Linked DNA regions of Sus scrofa: region 2 is linked to region 1. Evidence: chromatin contacts called from public Hi-C data. All regions are on one chromosome and are shown on one strand. Each heading gives the region's core, a stretch centred on a gene start, on an enhancer-like site or on the middle of the called end of the contact. The rest is flanking DNA. Distances are from core to core; before and after follow the strand shown. Region 1 has its middle 120 kb from the start of MIR133A-2. Region 2 has its middle 310 kb from the start of GATA6.

Region 1 (6,714 bases), core at 1,671-4,170:
AAATGCCTACAGTGAAAGAATAAAGTTAAATCAACTATGGTGCAGGTAAATCTACACAGCTGTTACAAGGAATGACATAAATCTGTGGAGAGACACAGGGAAAGACAGCTGAAATGGTTCTGAAAACACATTTAAGACTCATACCTCATACTTTGCTGCTCCCGTGGTTACACTATTTGCATGTTTTATTTTAATTTTTTTTTCTTTTTAGGGCTGCACCCATAACATATGGAAGTTCCCAGGCTAGAGGTCAATTTGGAGATGAAGCTGCGGGCCTACACCACAGCCACAGCAATGTCAGATCCGAGCCAGATCTGTGATCTACACCACAGCTCACAGCAACTCTGGATCCTTAACCCACTGAGCGAGGCCAGGGATAGAAACTTTGTCCTTATGGGTACTAGTCAGACTTGTTCCCACTAAGCCACGGCAGAAACTCCCTATGTGCATGTTAATGTAAGATAAGGATGCCTAAAGCAAAAAGAAGTGAATCTTGATGAGTGGAATTTGCAGATGTTCTCAGGCCAGTATAATAAACACCTTCGAACCCTCCAACCCACCACCCAAAATAAAAGCAAGCAACTATACAATAAACCACATTTAACCCGATGACCCCTCATCACCTTTCCTGATTTCCTGATCCCCTATTAACCACATTCTCACTCCCCTTTATAAATAGTTGTGTTGACTTTGTAGATAGTCCCTGACTTAATGATGCTCAAGGAAGGTCTGTATATGTATATTTAAGGTATATATTTCACTTTTATTTTTAATTATAAAAAAGGGTATTATGCTCTTTGTAATATTTTGAAACTTATTTCTTTACTTAGTAATATTCAAAGAATTATTCACTTTGCTATATATTGTTAAGTTCATACATTGGGCTGCTCTGTAATATTTATTCGTCTACTCTCCTGACGTTTCCAGTTTTTTGCTCTGGTGGACAGGACTGTTTGATCATTCTCTTTTTTTTGCTTTTTAGGGCCACCCCCATGGCATATAGAGATTCCCAGGCTAGGGGTATAATCAGAGCTACAGCTGCCGGCCTACATCACAGCCACACCAGACTGAAGCCACATCTGCAACCTACACCACAGTTCACGGCAACGCTGGATCCTTAACCCACTGAGCACGGGCAGGGATCGAACCCACAACCATTTCTTGGGCTGCTCCTGCAGCATATGGAGGTTCCCAGGCTAGGGGTCTAATCCGAGCTGTGGCCACCATCCTACACCACAGCCACAGCAACGCGGGATCCAAGCCGCGTCTGCAACCTACACCATAGCTCATGGCAACGCCGGATCCTTAACCCACTGAGCAAGGCTAGGGATTGAACTCACAACCTCATGGTTCCTAGTCGGATTTGTTAACCACTGAGCCACGATGGGAACTCCCTGTTTGATCATTCTTGTGCATGCCTTTTTACTGTTACTGTTGTTGTTGTTATGCAAGAATTGCTCTTTGGTACATGCCATGGAGTGGGACTGCTTTGTCATAAAGTCTGTAAAAGTTCTACTTTAGGAAACAATGCCACTCAGCTTTTCAAATGGGTTGTATGAATTACTCCCACTAGCCAAGCCTTAGAGCTCTCTCTCTAGATTTGCTGCCTCTCCAACATTTAGTACTGACTTTCGTTTTCTTTTTACAGCTGCTCCAGCAGCCTATGGAAGTTCCCGGGCTAGGAGTCAAATTGGAGCTGCAGCCTATACCACAGCCATAGCAACACCAGATCTGAGCTTGCAGCAAAGCCAGATCTTTAGCCCATTGAACGAGGACAGGGATTGAACCCACATCCTCAGGGAGACAATGTTGGGTCCTTAACCCACTGAACCACAATGGAAACTCCATGTTGGACTTTTTTGACTTTTGCCAACTGGAAGGATGCAAGATGGTGTCACAGTGTATTTGATTTGCATCTTGCTAACCACTGTGAGTACCAGATATCTCTTTAAATGGATCTTGGCCACACGTAATCTATTTTCTATGAAATGCCTGCTTGTGTCTTTTGCAGACGCTTCTCTTGAGTTGTTTGTGGTCTAAGTAAGCCTCGCTGGTGCCTGAAATGGAAATTCCAGGGGAAACATTTTTCAAGGAAACTGATGTTCACCTGCCAGGAGATGGGGCTGGAGGGACACACAGAATCCTAAAAGGTTGGTTTTCATAGAGGAATTCAACAAAAGTCTGAGTGTGACATCCTAGAGACACCAGGAGGTGAATGGGGCTGGAATGTCAAAATCTCCCCCTTTCCTGCCTCGCTACCTGCCACAGCAGCAAATCCCCAGTGCCCTGTGCCAGGGGCTTCCCGCACTTTCCGCAGCGCCCTGCCAGGAGCCCTCAGCACCTAAATGTTTGGTGTCCCTTCCGCTGAGAGCAGAATAGCAAGTTCAGATTACTGCCCAAGTTCTTTGGCAATGGAAGAGATCACTTTAGCTCTGCCCCCCAGCCATTAGGAAACAAATTTCCAGAGGTTTCTGAGTAGCGAGGAAAGAACCTACGTAGACACAAATCTTCCAATTTATAATCGGAAACTGCAGGCCCAGTTCTTTTAAGGAAATAGATTGAATTTCAAGAGGAGACAAATAAATGGAAAGCACAGAGCATACTGCTTCCAGAAGTGGCGGCTCCCAGCTCTGCTCTGGACCAAACCATTTTCAGCATCACAAATCACCCTCAGCCCATTCGGGGGCTGCTGCTTCCAGGAGCCTCACAAAGCCTCCCCCAGAGCAGCCTCATTTGGATCCAGAGGGATCACTTCCTGTCCTTCCCAAGATCTGTTCCAGTTGCATCTACCAGCTGCTGTCATTCTTTCATGATCAGTTAATTTCTTCTTTATGATCTTAGAGGCCTTTTCCCCTGTTCTCCTTCCTTTCTGCTCTGCCAACACCTGACGTCAGCCTGTCTCTGGCCACAGACGAGGTGAGGTCAGGATGACCTGCCTCTGACTTAGTTCCTGGGCACTGGGTCAAAGGCCACCCAGTGTGGACATGAGCCATCAAGAGGCAAAGGGAAGGGGAGGCTCAAATTGAAAATGAAGTCTTTGGTTTTTCCTAACTTTGTTTTGTTTTATTTATTTTAGCGTTTTAGTACTGCACTTTTTAGGCATGTGGAAGTTCCCAGGCTAGGGGTCTAATCAGAGCTGCAGCTGCCGGCCTACACCAGAGCCACAGCAAGGCTGGATCCAAGCTGCATCTTCAACCTACACCACCACTCATAGCAATGCCAGATCCTTAACCCACTGAGCTAGGCCTGGGATCAAACCCCCATCTTTGTGGATAATAGTCAGGTTCATTACCGCTAAGCCACTTTGGGAACTCAGGATTTCCCCTAACTTAAATGGAAATCATCAAAGGAAATTCTTTGAGTCATGTACGTCCTTTTTTTTTTTTTTTTTTTTGGCCAGGCACGAGGCACATGTGGAAGTTCCTGGGCCAGGGATCAAACCTATGCTACAGCATACTTAATCCACTGAGCCACCAGGGAAATTCTGTACACTTTTTTTTATTATGGTAAAATATGCATAGCATATAATTAACCATTTTAAAGTGCACAGCTCAGTGGCATTTAGTATTTACAACATTGTACAACCACCATCATCATCCATCTCCAAAAGTTTTTCTTCATTACAAAGCGAAACTCTGTCCCCATTAAACGCAAACTTCCTACTCTCCCCTCTCTCCAGCTTCTGCAACCAATATTCCACTTTCAAATTTGACTCTTCCAGGTACCTCATAGAAGTGGAACCGTCCAATATCTGTCCCTTTGTATCTGGCTTATTTTACTTAGCAAAATGTTTCCCAGATTCATCTATGTTTACGTGTATCAGAATTTCATTCCTTTTTGAGGCTGAATGACATTCAGTTGTGCATATATACCAAATCTTATTTATATATTCATCTGTTGATGGACACTTGAATTGTTTCCAACTTTTGGCAATTGTAAAAGTTGCAGCTATGAACATGCTTGTGCAAAGATCTGTTTGGTGAAGTGTTTTTAATCATTTAAAACTGTTTTTCTCCAATGCACACACTACCTTGTGCCTCTCTAAAAAGCTAGTAAAAACAGACCAAAGGGCTGGGTAGCATCATTAGCCAAGGACTATGCACTTTCTGAGTTCTGCACAGTTTGCATTGGGCTCAGACCAGGGGTACATCCAATCAGTGTGGACTGCTGGGGACACAGACGGCACTTGTCACGTGGATTCCTGCCAAGGCTAGTCCTCACAAAGGGCCAGCTGGGTCCAAGTGACCAGCTCCTGCCTCAGCCCAGCCTTATCAAAGGGTTACTGAGCCCTCATTTTGATTAGGCAAGTACTTTATAATCATTTACTAACAGATCATTTCCATCCTCAACAGCCATCAGCCAATGTAGAAATGGAGTATTTACATGGGGCGGGGAGCCAATTTCATATGGAGTTGATGTACAAATATGGGTGCAACCTTAGAGACCAAACTTGCTTTGCTCTCAGGAAATAAGCATAAATGTTATACTTGCTGTTCTGTCGGTGAAGCCATAGTCCCGAAGGTGGGGACTTCTGTACCTGACCACTCCACCTGACCATGGCATCCAAAAGGATGACCTAAGAGCTATGAGTTTTCCGAAGTTCCTGTTGTGGCTCAGTGGATACGAACCCAACTAGTATCCATGAGGATGCAAGTTTGATCCCTGGCCCCGCTCAGTGGGTTAAGGATCCTGCGTGAGTTGTGGTGTAGGTCGCAGATGAGGCTCAGATCTGGCGTGGCTGTGGCTGCAGTGTAGGCTAGCAGCTGTAGCTCTGACTTGACTCCTAGCCTGGGAACATTTTTAGGGTGGGTGCTGCCCTAAAAAAAACAAAAAATAAAAAAAGCTGTGAGTTTTCACTGACTCCTCCATATGCTCTCCCCCAAATCCTCAGAGAGGACTGTGGGGTGAGAAGCATGAACAGTAATAGCTGATCCCCAAGAAAAGGATATAACTGCCAAGCAAATGCCACTATGACAGCATAATACCATCTGTCATTCAATAATGCAAATATTGGGGAGCACAGCAGAAACGAATTCTACTAGAAATGATGAGGTTTCAGGTTTGATCCCTGGCCTCAGACAGGTTAAGGATCCGGCACTGCTGTGGGCTGTGGTGTAGGTCAAAGACATGGCTCAGATCTGGTGTTGCTGTGGCTCTGGCGTAGGCTGGCGGCTACAGCTCCGATTCGACCCCTAGCCTGAGAACCTCCATATGCTGTGGGCATGGCTCTAATAGTACAAAAAAAGACAAAATATAAAAAAATTTTTAAAAAATAATGTCCATGTTATTTCAAACCCCACTCCTAACTACAATTTCCATAGCCTTTTACTAATTTTGGTTTGTGGGATTCTATAGTTTTAAATTCCATTTCTCAGGTGAACCACATGTTTTACACACACACACACACACACACACACACACACACACATATATATTTTTTAAGGATATGTGGGCTTTACTTATTTATTTTTTCTTTTTACAACCTCACCCAAAGCATAAGGAAGTTCCCAGGTCAGGGGTCAAATCAGAGCTGCAGTTGTCGGCCTACAGCACAACCACAGCAATGCCAGATCCAAGCCACATCCAAGACCTACACCACAGCTCCCAGCAATGCCGTAACCCAGTGTGCGAGGCCAGGGAACTTGCATCCTCATGGATACTCATCAGGTTCTTAACCTGCTGAGCCACAATGGGAACTCCCTAAAATTAAATTCTTGATGTAATCTCAGGCTCCACCCCAGACCACTGGAAATAGAATCTGCATTTTCACAAGATCCCCGGGTGCTCGGAGGAGCCCTGCCCTGGAGCACAGGCCAGCCTTCAAGATGATGGAGGACATTTGTCCAGCTGGGAGGAGGGACGTGGAAGAGGTGTGTGTCAGGGTAGGAAAGTCAGAAAGTTTCGCCTGGTGGCCTCTGCTCCTCAGGGAGATCAAACATCAGTAGTTCATTTTGGTAAAGAGCCTGAGAATTCAAATACCAAGGCCAGGGAGCTTCACTCTTCTTGATCTAATGATTAGGATACTGCTTTCAGAGCCGGAGCTGCTCGTTCAGAAAATATCCATTTCTGGAGTTCCCGTCGTGGCTCAGTGGTTAATGAATCCAACTAGGAACCGTGAAGTTGAGGGTTTAATCCCTGGCCTTGCTCAGTGGGTTAAGAATCCGGTGTTGCCATGAGCTATGGTGTAGGTTGCAGGTGTGGCTCGGATCTGACATTGCTGCGGCTGTGGTGTAGGCCAACAGCTACAGCTCCAATTCAACCCCTAGCCTTGGAACCTCTATACGCCTTGGGTGCGGCCCTAAAAAGACAAAAAGAAAAAGGAAAAAAAGAAAATATCGAGTTCACATCCTTTTTTTTTTTTTTTTGAGGGCTGCACGTGCGGCATATGGAAGTTCCCAGCTAGGGGCAGAATTGTAGTTGCAGCTACTGGCCTACACCATAGCCACAGCAATGCCAACTCTAAGTCCCATCTGCGACCTACACCACAGCTCACCACAACACCAGATCCTTAACCCACCAAGCAACGCCAGGGATTGAACCTCAATCCTCATGAATACTAGTCAGGTTCTTAACCCACAATGAGCCACAATGGGAACTCTGAGTTCACATCCTTGAGGGGGACACTGTGACACATCAAAGCCACTCATTGGAGACAAGAATCTAGCCTCTTCGCTCCCAGTTTGAAGAATTTTGCTACTGTTTAATTTAATTAAT
Region 2 (6,713 bases), core at 1,052-3,551, 480 kb before region 1:
AACAAGCTATACTGAACCCTTTTAGGGTGCTGGCCAACCACCCGTTTCCCACTGGAGAAGGAATTTTGGACTCATATATGACATACCTCCCTGGGATACTGTGAGGCTAAGATGAACTGACAAGGTATTATTACTGGTGGAGGTAGAGGTGGAAGTTGTTAGCAGTGATAGAAGTCATGGTTGATAGGACTGAATAAAGAGTAACTTTCAGACAACTTTTAGAAGGAAAAGCCTTGGGCCCTCCAAATTCATTAGTGCAGAACCAGATACAAATTCTTTCTCCAAGATTGTAATGCAGGAGACTAAGGGTCCCAGGAAATCCAGCTCTAGTCACAGATCTATGCCTGTAGCTCTCTAGCAGTCATTAAAAATATTTCTGCTTATTCAGCAAGGCACATTTGCTGGGGATTAGGAGAAGCCATAAAACATCGCACTCTATTCAAAGTCTTCTTCAGATAAACCCTCTGAAGCTTTGAAGTATTTACTTGCCAAAGATTTTACATTGCCCCTTATCCCCTGGGCAAAATGCCTCTGTATGTGTGTGTGTGTGTGTGTGTGTGTGCACGCACACGCAATATTTTCTTAAGGTCTTGCCAGATCTAAAGGTCAATCCCATACCACAGAGGTGGATAAGGTGGGTAAAATGTTTTTTTTTTGAATCATCAATACAGGATATCCAAATATCCCATTCTAGTGCCATCTCTTCCTAAGAGCACAGTGTACTGGGAAGGGCATTGGGGAGGGACTTAAAGACCTGACCTATAATAGCAGCTCCACTACCAACTTGTTACATGACCTTGGCAAGTCACTCCAAGTCTTAGATTCCTCATGTATAAAGTTAAGGTATAGTCAAATGCGTCCTCAGCTTCCCTTCTAAAAGCTAAAGCTCCACCTCTGACTCATTTTCAGCTGAATTCTCAGCCACATGAAGAGCTTCCCCATCTCCCAGCAACATCTTGGGACTTCCTTGGGGCATGAAGAGAAAATGACACAGGATTCCTTTCAACATGATCCATGGGATGTGACACAATCTTATTTTTTTTGCCCTGTGGAGGGTATGTGTGTGTGTAAGCGTGTATAGACCTGAGTTCACAAATATATGTGAACATGAACTCAGGAGACATCTTTTACAATTGAGAGCATGTTTAGAGGTTATAAAATCCTGCATTTTTCTTTTTCTTTCTTTTTCTTTTCTTCTTTTTTTTTTTTTTGTTTTGTTTTGTTTTTAGGGTTGCACCTGTGACATATGGAAGTTCACAGGCTGGGGGTCGAATCAGAGCTACACCACAGCCACAGCAATGCAGGATCCAGCTGCGTCTATGCCAGCTGGATCAGCAATGCCAGATCCCCAACCCACTGAGCAAGGCCAGGGATCGAACCCGCATTTTCATGGACTAGTTGGATTCATTTCTGCTATGCCACAAGGGGAACTCCAAATCCTGTGCTTTTCAAACACTTTATAAGCAGAAGTGTCCTTTCCTCAGGGAAACTTTCTGCAAACTCTGAATATATGTAAAGGAAAGAATAGAGCTTTGGGTATGGACGCCCAGGTCCCCATCTCTTTCTTGGTGGGAGGAGAAGGGTGAGGTCCTCCCATCCAGGCCTCAGAGGCTCTCTGTAGAGCTCAAAACTTTGGATGTCCAGCTGAATAGTTCACAGGAGAGCAAACAGAGACTCAGAGAGGCAGGGACTTGCTCAGGCTCATATACTAACTGGTGGAAAAGCTGGGGCTCTTGAATATCTACCTAAGAGTGTTTGAACACATCATGTCATAATCAGCATTACCAAAAGTGATTAGGGACATAATTGCAAGCATGCCAATACCCCCATAAAGAAGAACTCTCTGAGGATCCTGGAAATTTTAAAACTCAGCAACTGTCAGAGCAGCATCTGTGTTATGATTCAGGAATCTCTGGCTTAATACACTGATGACTCTTCTTGTGAAGACAAATATGACCTTGTTTCTAAACTGCTTTTTAAACTGAGCTATTTTTTGAAAAAGTCTTGTTCATTTCATGCATAATTAAAGAAAAGAAATGATTCCAATAGAGGCAAAAGGAAATGTTTTCACTTGCTTGTTTGGGAAAATGCTTGGGGAACCACAGCACCACTGTCAGGGTGAGCTCACAAAAGTGGTGCACGGAGGTACGAGGGCTCCTCAGTGTGGCCCTGGATGTTTCTGGGAAAATATGTATCAGTCATGATCGTCGAGCTCCAGGGTCCAACCCTAGGTTGCAAAATATTTCCCCTTTTGGACTTCACCTCAGCAATAATTCAACAGTGTGACAACTCAGTAGGAAGTGGACCTTGAACAAGAGTGATAGGTATCTTTAGCTTGCAGGGCTTGCAAAGCTTGCAGGGCTGTGCAGGAAGCTTGGTGGCAGATCAAGTAATCATATCCCGTGGCCTTCCTCTCTCACCAAAGTGATATTTGCATTGTGCAACCCAAGCACATTTCATACAAAATCCTGTTCCCACTTTTTCTCTGAATGGTATTTGGCAACTTTCATTGGTTCCTAACATTTTGTTCTGGTCACAGATAAATCTCCCCTGTCCACTTAATGAGCAAGCTGAATCGCAGACTCTAAGAGCTGGAATTGGCCTCAGAAGTTACCAAATCTGGTCCTGTAGTTTCCTAGCAAAGGAGTCAGAAATAGAGACAGGGAAGTGACCTGACCAAAATCACATGAGTCAACAGCGAATTTGGGACATGAGCACAGCTGTCCTAATATCAAGGACTTTTCCACCCTTCCATGCCACTTCTTTGAAGTTGGCCGCAATACAGTAAGATGAAGTCTTTTCTACCTGGGTCACTGGTGTCTGATCACAAAGGTTCATTGGGGACCTAGGGAAACCCCTCATTAGGCAGACAGTCTGGAGAGGAAGGCAGATATTGAACCAATAATAGCAACTGAATAGGCACATAGTTGCAAGTGTGCAAACAACTCTGTGAAGAAGGATCAGCTGCTGTGGGAGTGTTATCTCCGGGGCTGATAGGGGCTGTTTGTGTCCAGGGTAGGATCTGATTGGCTGGTCCTATGACTTAGCAGTTAAATATGTTGACTCTTACCTTTGGTTATCTCCCAAAGGTGGTTCCCATAATGTGTGGGTTGCTTAAACTATTTGATTCTGCTCCCATGTGTTTCTTCTGCCTGACGAGTCTACCTGGAATCTACCTCCAGGAAGACAGGTACTGTGAAAAGAACTAAGATTCGTACAAACAATTTTAGTCTGTCAATCAAGCTATAAGGGGAGAAGTGACATGGATGTTCAAATTAGCTCTGAGTCCTCTGTGCTTGCGCTCCTCCAGGAAATGGCATGTTGGATATTGGAAGCCTGGTATCCCAGTAATTTAGTAATACAATTCTAAAATTGCTTATGTTTACATCAAAACTAAAGTAGTGATTTCAAATTGCATGGCAATCTGATTTTGAACATTCACCCCTCCTCTTCAACCCTCATCAACACTTTAACAAGCCATTCTTGTTATAATTTCTGCAAATGCAGCCTCTGCAGAGTTAGAAATCCTACCATGAATCTTTCTGGAAAATGAACTATCATGCCTAAATTTCTCATCATCCCAGATGTATGTAAAGAAGCTAGAGTTAAAGGAAATTTCTACACACTAGGCTTCACATTGAAGGGTTAATCACAGGACATTTTTCTGAATCAAAAAGATTTGAGCTTCGGATCTGAATTAGCACCTGAAATTGCTCTCAGCTTGATCTAGCCTCCTCTGTATCTCTTCCCAGTTCACTTTCCATCCTGGGATTCTTCCTTTCCTCCTCTTTTCCTTTGTGTTCATGTGGTTGCCCTGAACCCTTTCCTCATTTTTTCCTTAGTCCCCAAGTTGTTCAAATTTTCTTCTTACACAATGACTCCCCCTTGGTTTTCCCTGGCTTTCTCTAAGCCCAGCATCTTCATGGGTGGCCCTATTGCCTCTCCTTCCACTAGCCAGTCTTTTTCTCCCCTCCTTTCCCCCTCCCCGAATTGTGAGAGCTGCACAAAAGCTGGAACCAGAGGTAGAAGGGGAAAGAGCAAAGCTGCTTGTCCCAGCATTTCCTTCCCCTGGCTGGGTAAGTACCTCAGGGAGAGGGTGCTGAGCTTCCCTGGCAGAGGACAGTGTGTCCAAAGCAAGTTGGCTTTGAGTCAGCATTCAGTTTTGGTCAGTGCTCTCTCTCCGTTGAGAAATTGGGCCAAGTTTGGCCAAAGGCCCATTCAAAGTCCAGTTCTGGAATATGTGTCTATTCTTTCTCTCTATCTACTCTCCCCAGAGAGCCCAGGAGGCCAGACAGGCTGTTCCCACACCGGGACCTCATCAGGGTAGTTTGACATCACTTTTCCTCTCCAGGAAAAGAACTAGAGTTGAACTTTCCTTTAAGCAGATCCAATATAGATTTAGAATTAGAGAATAACATCTCTTTTTACAAAAAGCTTTATCACGGAAGTGTTTTCAGTAGGACACAGCTATGGTACTTTTAAGACATGATTCAATTTACAAATGTTTCTAAGCTTCTTTCAGGAATAGATTCATTGTGTAAAGTAAGACATACTATAAAATCAAGTCCTCGTCCAGCCAAGAGAAGACAGAACCAGCCTGGCCTGATCACTTCGCTTTTGTCTTAAACTCCTACCTCCTATTGTCTCCATCTATTTCTGCCATCTTTTCCTGTTCTTCCCACATGTCTGAAGTGGAACCACAAAATGTTACCAAAGCACTGGAATGTAGCAAAGTAAGCATTCAATATGTATTATTAAAATAACCTGACTTGAATTATACATCCAAATGAATATTGTCCCCTAAAGTAGTCATACTTAATTTATTACTATGATGCTGCTATACTTAAAACCCCATTTTGGAATTTATCTCTTTGAATTGCTTTGGAATTACATCCAGATCCAGTTTATGAGCCAAAATTATAGACTCAGAGAGAGACCTTAAAAATCATCTGCTGCACCCCTTGATTTTATAAACAAAGAAACCGAGCCCATAGAGTTTGTGCATTTGTTTTTTTTCCTCCTACATGGAGAAGTTAACTCATTCTTTCTTAGAATAAACCCAAAAAAAAATGACTTCACTGTTCATCCACTAGTCATTTCATCAGTAAACTCAAATGTCTTTATTAAGCTTGCAGGCATTGTAAGAGTTATCACCTTAAAGATGGACTGTACCAGTCACTTATCACAACAAAAACATACACTGGTGATATATAATGTGCAGCTTTTGGAGGATGAAAGAGAACTTTGAATCAGAAGTGACTTGTTCAATAAGCAGCGGTGGCAATGGTGGGCCTTGGATCCAGGTGTCTCAGCCTTCAAAGCCTATGTGCTTTTCACAACTCTATGGTGTACTAAAGAAAGCAGAGAATGTTTTCAGATTGTTAGAAATTGTCAGACATTGTCATTAGGAAAACTAGAAGAGCTTGCAATTTTATCCAAAGCATTTCCCACAATCCACACACATACCAATGTGTGCACACACACAATTCATGAGAAGATATAAAATGTGAGAGCTAGATGAAAAGTGGAAGAGAAACCTTTATTTTTAATTAAAAAGACTGACATCTAGAAAGATTTCAGACTTTGTCCCGAGCCTCCTCAGGAGCGAGTTTAGGCCGGAACTTGATCCATGGTGCCCTCGCCCTCCAGGGCAACGACTTCAGAACAGCATTTCAATACAGGCGCATCATAGGCCCTTTCGATAAACCATACTCATGCACTGGAAAAGTGCATGTTTCTCCAAGACAACTCCTTTTGACAACACACCCCGATATTGCCTAACTTCTAAAGCTGGTAGTTTCTACATCTGGATCTTCCATTGACATAATAGGGGCACAAGAGAACTCACTTTGAGCGCCTATCATTCTGAAGACTTTTTTTTTAATCACATATGGAGAAGAACACAAAAGATCCTGAAATATCACCTTTTTAGCCACCTTCTTTTATGAATTAGGCACTGAAGCAGGGATCAGCTTGCCAAAGTCAAAGCAGTTAGTTAAGGGCTGATCCAAAGCCTGAAGACAACTCTTCATGTGCCTTTCCAACTCCCTGCCCACTCCTGACTCCTTTCTGCTTTGCCACGAAGTCGCTTCTCATGCCTCAAGCATCTGAACAGAAAGGGTCTTTACTGCTGTGACTGGAATTCCTCTGGGCTGCTGTTAAAAATCAAGTCCACCCTGCAAGAGCAAACAATTGCTGTCATGTCAGAGCTTCAGATAAGATTTTGCCTTTTTGGAGTGTGAGCCTGGCATGAGCAGACCTAACGTGGCCCAGTGGATGAAAACCACATGTTAGGGACAGTCTGCATTATTTGCTCTCACAACTGCCATTGTATAAGAAGAGAATTTTGGTGGCCCAGAAGGACATCACATTTCCTCCCCCAAGGTTTGCTATGATTTTCTCTTCTGCAAGCTTAAATCAGTAATCTTCTGCTTAATATGCTGTTTGCTGAAGTTGTCCCTACATATAGCTTAAGCAAGCCACCATGAGAAAGGGTAAAGAAGAGGATGGATCTCATGTGCCTTTAAGAGGCCTAGAGTGACTTGTTGCTGTTGTGTTGTCTCTTCCTCCAAAGGACTGCCAGCTTTCTGAGGGCAAGACCACAAGATATTTGGATAGGTTATACTAAATATTTGGTGAATGAATAAGTAGATGGAATTCACATATGCAATAAGAGATGAAACAGGTGGAATAGCAACATGAGTTGCTTCAAG

The links. A called contact is a pair of places that touch in the nucleus more often than the background predicts.
Region 2: a Hi-C map of liver shows a contact between it and region 1, with 8 times the contacts expected there. The contact joins two enhancer-like sites. A contact is called at or near these places in 2 of 47 Hi-C or Micro-C datasets (liver and skeletal muscle).

The regions. Positions count from the first base shown.
Region 1 is chr6:107,114,212-107,120,925 of Sscrofa11.1, reverse strand. No RefSeq gene overlaps it. Among named protein-coding and RNA genes, the nearest start is that of MIR133A-2, 120 kb to the right of the region's middle. Within about 2 kb of position 2,920, at least 2 of the 83 cell types and tissues checked have an H3K27ac peak or open chromatin away from gene starts, as enhancers often do. A contact at or near this core is called in liver, where this site is marked.
Region 2 is chr6:107,589,844-107,596,556 of Sscrofa11.1, reverse strand. No RefSeq gene overlaps it. Among named protein-coding and RNA genes, the nearest start is that of GATA6, 310 kb to the right of the region's middle. Within about 2 kb of position 2,301, at least 9 of the 83 cell types and tissues checked have an H3K27ac peak or open chromatin away from gene starts, as enhancers often do. A contact at or near this core is called in liver, where this site is marked.